2 separate regions of the Gossypium hirsutum genome follow, and region 2 is linked to region 1. A link is a contact called in public Hi-C data. All regions are on one chromosome and are shown on one strand. The core of a region is the stretch at or near the end of the contact, and the rest is flanking DNA. Distances in the headings are between cores, read along the strand shown. Region 1 holds the start of LOC107951878 (origin of replication complex subunit 3). Region 2 holds the start of LOC107951879 (growth-regulating factor 4).

Region 1 (4,392 bases), core at 1,537-4,036:
TTGACTCTACCACCACTCATTAGATACACGGATCTCCAACACACTAAATGACTTATAAAGTCAAACATATCCCAAAAGTGAAGCTTATAGCTAACATTCACCATCACACCAAACATGTCCCGTTGAATGGAGCTTAGCTCACATTCCTTTATCTCTCCAACATGTCCCAGGGCCTCAACACCCAAATCACATAACACATATAGGTGAGTACTCACAATTCTATGGCATGCCAACTATATCTAACAGTCTCAAGGTTTACAAGGCCAAAATATCCGTTATTAACACACACATTTACTTATCATTCACTGCACTTTATCTCTACATAATCACATTATAAGCACAACATATTCATTGTCATATGACACATAAAACATGCTCACAACCAACGCTTTCAGAATATCCATCATAAGCTTATTACACATCACAAATGTCACATTATAATCACAAATTCACAACACATTTTCACATATAAATTCATGAGTATGAAAAGCTTACACTTGAGATTTAGAATAGGGATTTAGGCTACTTCTAAATTCCTAATTAATGTATTGAATCGTGTCCACAAGCATTTATTCCAAACACTCACCAATTACACTTTCGTCGAAATGCTGAAAGCTCAAACTAGTCTTTCCTTAACTAGTAGATGGTCTTAACGAATCTGAAGCTTCAACATAATAAATCATACAACAACACATTCAACAATCAACTAAGGACTCAACTTAAGCAATAAAAAACATAAGCCTAAGCTAAGTTCTCAAGTAACTGAAACCTTCGACATAGCAAACTTAAATTCCAAATATTTCGGTCTATATTTAATATTTTCGTCTAAAACTGATTCTGTTCATCTGATTATTCACCCATGACAAATTCTCAACCTTTAAACTACACAACTACTCAATTCATGGTATCAAAATTTTTGACATGTTCATGGTAATTTTAACGAAAATTAATTATAACTCAAGAATTCTTTAACGAAAATTTAAAGTAAATTTAGAAACCTTCTAATTACATAAAAAATAATTGAAAAACACTTTGAAACCACGTTTTTACACAAAATCTTGAAATCCACCATTAATGATCCAATTTTCAACTTTTATTCAAAACATGCGATTTAATGACTAAAAACTTAGTTTTAAAGACTAAATAACATTTAAAACTATTTAAGAGTTGAATCGTTACCTTAGTTTACGAAAACCAAGCATTTGATAAAAAACCCGAAGAAACCCAAAAACTTAACAATGGAGAAATCTATGGTGATTTGAGTGTTTTTCTTGGAATTCTATGGAGGTTTATGGCTTGGGTGATGATAGAAATTAAAGGATTACAGTTTGGAAGATCAAAATAGGCGATTGAGGTTGGGGGTCTCAAAGGGATGGCACAACAAAAAGGAAGAGAATGTTTCTTTTCTTTTCTTTTATTCACGTCAAAACTAAGGTGAAAAGTGGGAAATATGGGCTGATTTTAAATTTTGATTTATTTGCCTCTTAAAAGTTCAAAATTTAGACCTTTTTACAAATCAGTCCACTTTTCAAATTAAAGGTCCTTTGAACATCTTTTTCAAAAATTGATTTAATTTTTTAAAAACTATAGTAAAAAATATTTCCAACTACCATGCTTATAAAATTCTCGAGCACACTAAAACTAATATTTGAATATACCCCTAAAACTACTAGGCTCAATTTTGGGGTGTTACAGTAAAACTTGTAGAAGAATTGGTTCTCCTAAGGGAAGGAAATATCTTTTTGTTTTCGAATTTCTTATAAGGGTTCTACTATCAAAATTTCTAAATTACTAAAATTGCCTACAAGGATACTTTTTCCTAAACATGCCTAACTCATGGCTTTCTGGATTGTGTATCAATACTCAACAAAAATAATAATATTTTAACAAAGATAGTTAAATTAGAACTCGAAGGTATTGAAAACAAATTTGAAGATTTCCAAAACTTATAGTTATCTGTTCCTCCTTGGCTTTGATGCCAAACGAGTCTTGAGGATATTAGGATGGATGGAAGTTAAGTTTTACTAAAAATGAAAATTTTCAACATTTAATATTTTAAATGTGTTTGATAATTATTTTAATTTTTTGCTTAATATAAAATTTTCAATAAAAAAGTGTGGAATAAGATAAGTAGGTAGGTAGGTAGCTACTTATCACTTAATGGAGAAAATATTAAGTTGATTTTATTTTATTAAAAAATTAAAATAAATTATCTTTTTTTTAAAAAAAAGATATTCAAATTACCATATGTAGCTTTTATCCAAAACTCTCCAAAATAATATAATATAATATATTATATTATATTAATAAGATTAAATTTTAAAAAATGAATAATCTTTTAAAATCAATCCTTCCTTTTACCAAACAACTTAATTATATTCAATAATTATATTTAGTAATTTATCAAACAATTTTCTAATATAAATTCAACACTTATAAAATTTAGCAATAAAAATTCAGTACTTAATTTTTCAGCACTTAATTTTTATCAAACACACATTTAGTTAATATTTTAATTTTTTATAGATATATTTGTAATTTTTTATAAAATAATTCTTTTTACAAATTCATAATTTAATTTGTTTTATGTGGGCCTTGCAAGAATGAAAATGATAATACAAAAAGAAGTGGATGGCCCGTTTGAATTTGGATATTGAAGAGCCTGACTAAGATCTAGAAATATGGCTCAGCCCACTCAAAATCAAGAGAAATATTTTTGTTTGACATTTATACCCCTGAGGCATTTCCCGCCAAAACTGAAAGGAAAGAACCCCTGGATTGAAAACTGGAATGTAGAAACTGGCTCACAAAACATACCCATAAACCCTAAAAATGGCATAAAAATTCCTCTAAAATCTATCAAAACGATCAAAATCAAAATCAATGGCTCCTTCGTTAAATGACGATTCGCCTCCTTCAACCATTGACGAAGCCTTCACCGAAAATAATCTCCAGGTTCCTTTCCCTGTGATTGTTTTTTTTTCATAAAAAAATGTTTTTGTTTCATTTCCCAAAAAAAAATAATAAATCACACTTTATACGTTTTTCTGCTTGGTTCTCAGAAAAAAGTCTTCGTTGTAAATTTATTTTAAAAAAATGCATGGCATATATTTCATGGTTAAAAGTACTTATTTAGTTAACTTTGAATATGTTGAGGTTTTGAATAGATTTTTATTAATTATTTTTCCCCAAAAAAACATGGCAGCCGTTTTTTGTTCTTCAAAAAGGACCGTCTCGGAAATCAGATAGAAAATCATCAGGAACTGGAAGAACAAGGAGATTCGATTTGTCTTCAGCATCACCAAAGAATTCTGCGAATATCGAAGACGAAAAGGAAGATGAAAACATGAACTTGAGAATGGAAGCCTTTGAATTTGTTTGGTCAAAAATTGAATCAACCATTAAAGTAGGTAAAAGTCCTAGTTTATTTATTCCTTACGCTTTTACTTTTCCCTTTTAAAAATTGTATAGCTTTGCAGGATGTTTTGAGAGTTATTAATACGAACGTGTTTAGCGAAATACAAACTTGGGTGCATCAATCTTTTGACACAATCAGATCACTTGGGACTCCCGAGTTTCCTGAAGCTACTCAATCATTCCCTATTATAACCGATGCTAATTCTAAAAGGCTATTTACTGGGCTTGTTCTTACTAGTAAGTTTTATGCTTCTTACTTTAGTTTAATGTTTGGTTGGAGTTGTTGCCCTTACCTTGTTTAACTAAAATTCTTTGGTCTATCTCGTTGGGTGCATGATGCATGCTATAAATATATCGTTTACAAAAGCTATTCTTTATGGTATATAATGGTTGACAGAGAATATGGAGTTTGTTGATGATCTACTGACTTTTGAAGAACTTGGAAAACACTTGAAATATCAAGGATGCCATGTTGCTAACCTTTCCTCACTTGACTTTACTGCCAAAAATGGGGTTGGTGGTTGCCTAAGAAGTTTATTAAGACAGTTTTTAATGTCTTCTTTGGATGTAAGTACTGGTAACAGCTCTCTTTGACTGTTGAACGATAATTTACTTGCAGTTTGTAACTTGAGCTTGTTCCTTATTTCCCTTTTTGTTTGAGCAGCCAGCTGACATATCAATCTTAGCATCATGGTACAGAGAAGAAAACTGCAATAATCCAGTGGTTGTGATTATTGATGACATCGAGCGATGTTGTGGGTCTGTCTTGTCTGATTTCATCCTTATGTTAAGGTATTACAGCACATCCTCTCATTCTTTTTCAACCTGAAAGTCCTAAACTATCTCTTTATCATTTACTTATCTACTCAGATTCTCCTTGCTCTGGATCAGTCTTATGATACTGCATTATGTTTTTTTTTTTTATGAAACCAGACTTTTCCTTGCTCTCAATGCTTTTGACACTAGGTTTAAATT
Region 2 (4,135 bases), core at 1,539-4,038, 380 kb before region 1:
TAATCTCTTATCATATTGTTGTTATATATTTTTTCTTTTCAACAAAAAGATGTTGTTTTGATATACCGCAATTATGAAGCGATTGAGATCGAGCAACAATCTCGATTCCTATGAGGAAAATGCTAGCAAAGAATTGATTTAGAAGCAAAATAGAAATCAATCATCTTTTCACACTTACAATTTTTATAGTTTTCCTATTTTTCTCTTATTTTTGAAAAGAAACAAAACTATAGAATTCGAAAAAAGAAAATCATACAGAGATCCTACAGAACAAAGCCATATACAAGAAGCGAAATCCAGATCAAAAATAAAATAAAGCCAACAAATTTAGAATAAATACTTGTAATTTTTAGTAACAAAAAATTGAAGCCCGTAAGGGAATTTATAAAACAAAAAACTGATGAGATTGAAATAGAGTTGGAAGGATTAGGGATTTGGTCGTTGGGAAAGATTGAAGAAGTTAGTAAGGGACAATGATGTTTAGGGCTTTGGAAATGGAGAAGGGATTGAATGTGAAGACTATAGTTGAAAGTGTAAAAAGAACGATGATGAAAAAATGAGGACAAAAATGAAAAAGTTAAATCTTTCAGCATTCTTACTGTGCTCTGAATGGGTAATTCAAAAGGTAGGGCAAAAAATGGTATTCAGCCTCTATTTAGTGATTAGTGGGAATAGAGAGATAAACATCAACACCCATAATAAACAATTACACTATACCAAACATTTACTTTAATGTGGGCCTATTGAATTTGAGTTGAATGCATAATTCATTACATTGAACCAAACATGCTGTTAATTTCTTTTCCAACAGTTACATCACCGATATTAATCATATGAAATAAAAATAATATTAATAAATTAAAATATAATTACATAAAATTACTTAGTAATTTAAAACAAACCCTCGCTTTTAACAAATAATTTCTAAAATTAAAAGGTTAGATTAAAATGGTTTCACCCTTCCATTTTATATATATAAAAAAATTTTTTTTAGCTCCCTACTTAATTTTTCATCTTTTTAGCCTTTAAATTTATTTTTATTTGTCAAATCACCTAAAAATGAATAGAAAATTTAACTTTTTTTTAAACTTTTTTGACGTTGCATATGTGGATGACATGTCAATATTTACTTAATTTTTAAAAATTTAAAATTATAAAAATTATAAAAACTTTTTAAAAATTAAAAAAATTAAAATTATAAAAAACATATTTTAAAAAACTTAAAAAGTAAATTAAATTTTGACGTGTCATCTAGGTGGCAATCCATGTATATACCATGTCAGCAAAGGAAACAAACATTAACTTTTCCATCAATTTTGGAGTGATTTGACAAAAAATACAAACTCAAGGGTTAAAAGAGACAAAAATTTACATGGAGGGCTTAAATAACTTTTTTGTAAAGTTGTAGGGCTAAAAAACTCATTATGCCAATTAAAATTAAGGTAAACTACATCCAATGTCAGTAAACTATTAATAAGTTTATATTTTGGTCACTTAACTTCAGCAAGTTACAAAAAGATCATTGGATATTTAAAAGTTTTTATTTAAGTTACTGAATTATTCGAAAGTTTTTATTTAAATCTCTAGGTTGTTAATTTTTTTTATTTAAGTCACTAAACTATTAATAAGTTTGGCTAGTGAGCTCCAATTGACAATTCGATGATTGGTAGGGTGGATCAGTATTCACTGATAAGTAGAAAAACAAATTTTAAATTCAAGTTAATTTGATGGTCAATTTTAAAAATCAAAGAAGAAAACTTTATGAATCTTAGTTTGTAGAATTACGACATTGAATTGTTTCATAAAAGAATGAACTATAAAAAAAAAGAGAAATGAAAGTTTTTAATTAGCGTAAACCATTTGAATAGAAAAGACAGTACGATATCAATTTTAATAATATAATAATTTAAATAAAAACTATCAAATAATTCATTAATAATTTTATTAATTTTTGAAGTTGAATGATGACCACAACCTTAAAAAAATATTAACACCAGTTTACTTTTTACACATAAAATTCCTTCATCTACCTCAACCATGACAGTCAATTTAAAACTATAGTGGGTCCTATCCTATTAAAAAACCCACGTCCGGACGCTAGAAAGATCTCCGTGTTTTATTAAGGTTTTTACAGAATTATAAAGAAAAAAGAAAAAAGAAACCTATTCCTGAACAGTAAAAGAAATATATATATACATGTATAAATAAAAAAACTAATTTTTATATAGCGTGTAATTTTTTCTTTTTTAGATTTCATATGCACGTAAATAAGTTAACACTTATTTTTATTTTATCTTTACATATATTTTTAATTTTACAAGTAAAACTTAAAAAAATCAAATATATCTTAAATTATATATTTTTTGTTACTAAATAATAGTTTTCTTAGATATTTAAAAAATGATCTAAAAAAATGTGACAGTTAATTGAAAGATAATTTATCAAATAATAATTTTGCAATGTCAATGGGTTCTTTCTCTTTATCCACATTTGACTGGTTACCGAAAGCTGTCTCACACATCACTTCATCTCAAGACAACACAACCTCTTCCCAACAACAACAAACAACAAACAACATCTCTGGTTCAGACACCCCTTGTCCTATTTTAGGAACTCTTCCCCTTTATTACCATTAATTTATCCAATCAAATTAAACTAATTAATCCACACTTAGCTAATTAAATTCAAGTATTTATTAGTCTAACCATTGACTCAATTAAGCCATAATTAACCCTAACATTATTGTTACGAGAAAAAGGGCTTTTGTCTTCCCCATTAAAGATGGGACTAAACTTATATTCAAAAAAAAAAAAAAAGAAAAGAAAAAAAAGATGGGACTAAACTTGGGCTTTGGGGATTCCTGCCCAGGCACTCCCTTCCCTTTTCTCCTTAACACATAACAAAGCGAAGCAAATCAGATATATATGTTAGATAGAGACTTTGTGACATAGTAATAGAAGGAACAAGAAATATGTTGGAAGATAGAGGTTCTTTTTGATCTATGTCCCCAAGTTTTTCTTCTTATTAGTCCTAAAAACATGTTACAGTTTGTGGGTTTAAAAGGCTTTTGAAGTTACAAAAAGTAGGTTAACTTCTAGGAATAAAGAAGGAAAAAGTGAGCATAGCGAGTTCTTTTTTTCTCTTGCTATTGATATATTTATAAATACAAGTTTCTTGGGTAGCGTTGGAGATGAATAGTGGCGGTGGAGGTGGCGGTGGTGGCGTTGGGGGAGGAGGGGCTGGGAATGGTGGTGGGGGGATGATGGCAATAAGGTCATCACCATTTACAGTGTCACAATGGCAAGAACTGGAACATCAAGCTTTGATCTTTAAGTATATGATGGCAGGTTTGCCTGTGCCACCTGATCTTGTGCTCCCTATTCAGAAGAGCTTTGAGTCCATTTCTCATAGGTTCTTTCACCACCCCACCAGTAAGCCCAATATGATTTTCTTTCATCTTTTATTTTTATTTTTAATCTCCCCTTCTCTTTTATCTCCCCTTTTCTTTTATTATTCTTTTCTAAACCTTTGATGTTTTGAGTTTTTTTTTTGTCCTCTGGGTGTGTTTGTTTTGATTTGAGGAATCTTGTTCAGTATGCAGGTGTTTTCTTGTAAAAAAAAAAAAGAGATCTCTTTTTTCTATATTGATCTCTTTATTTTGAAAACCATAATCAATTTTTTTTTTTTGATTTGAACCATAACCAGATTTTAAATAAAATTGGGGTTGAAATTGCTTCATACTTTTTTTTATGACTAAAAAATAAATAAGTAAAAAGATTGCTCATTTGCAAGAGATGGTTTCCCCCTTTTTAATGGGTTTTAAGATAAAAGATTTTGATATGGTTGAGTGGATATTTGATTTTTCGATGATGCTTTTTACTTCCAGTGGGATAGGTTGGGAAACATTCCTTAAATTAATTGACTTTGAAGAGCTGTTGGGTTTTGGGGATAATCTCTTTACTTGCTTATTAAAATCACATTTCTAGGACCAAGATTAGTCGTTTTCGCTTTTTTCCTCAATTTTCTTACATACAAGTTTGAAAAGCAAAAAAAAAAAAAAAAGAAAAAAAAAGAAAAGAAAAACACTTGGTTCTATGTTTCAGTTGCTTTCCTTTCTTTGTTGTTTGTGTGTGTT

The links. A called contact is a pair of places that touch in the nucleus more often than the background predicts.
Region 2: a contact with region 1 is called in a Hi-C map of leaf, with 4 times the contacts expected there. The contact joins the promoter of LOC107951879 here to the promoter of LOC107951878 in region 1. A contact is called at or near these places in 5 of 34 Hi-C or Micro-C datasets (callus, leaf, petal and 1 more).

What each region holds. Positions count from the first base shown.
Region 1 is chrA02:93,775,077-93,779,468 of Gossypium_hirsutum_v2.1, reverse strand. It overlaps LOC107951878 (origin of replication complex subunit 3), which reads left to right and starts at 2,786. Exons shown (of 18, transcript XM_016887047.2): 1 at 2,786-2,955; 2 at 3,206-3,406; 3 at 3,480-3,654; 4 at 3,815-3,984; 5 at 4,082-4,209. The coding sequence starts at 2,884.
Region 2 is chrA02:94,154,105-94,158,239 of Gossypium_hirsutum_v2.1, reverse strand. LOC107951879 (growth-regulating factor 4) reads left to right here and starts at 2,788. Exons shown (of 4, transcript XM_016887048.2): 1 at 2,788-3,431. The coding sequence starts at 3,191.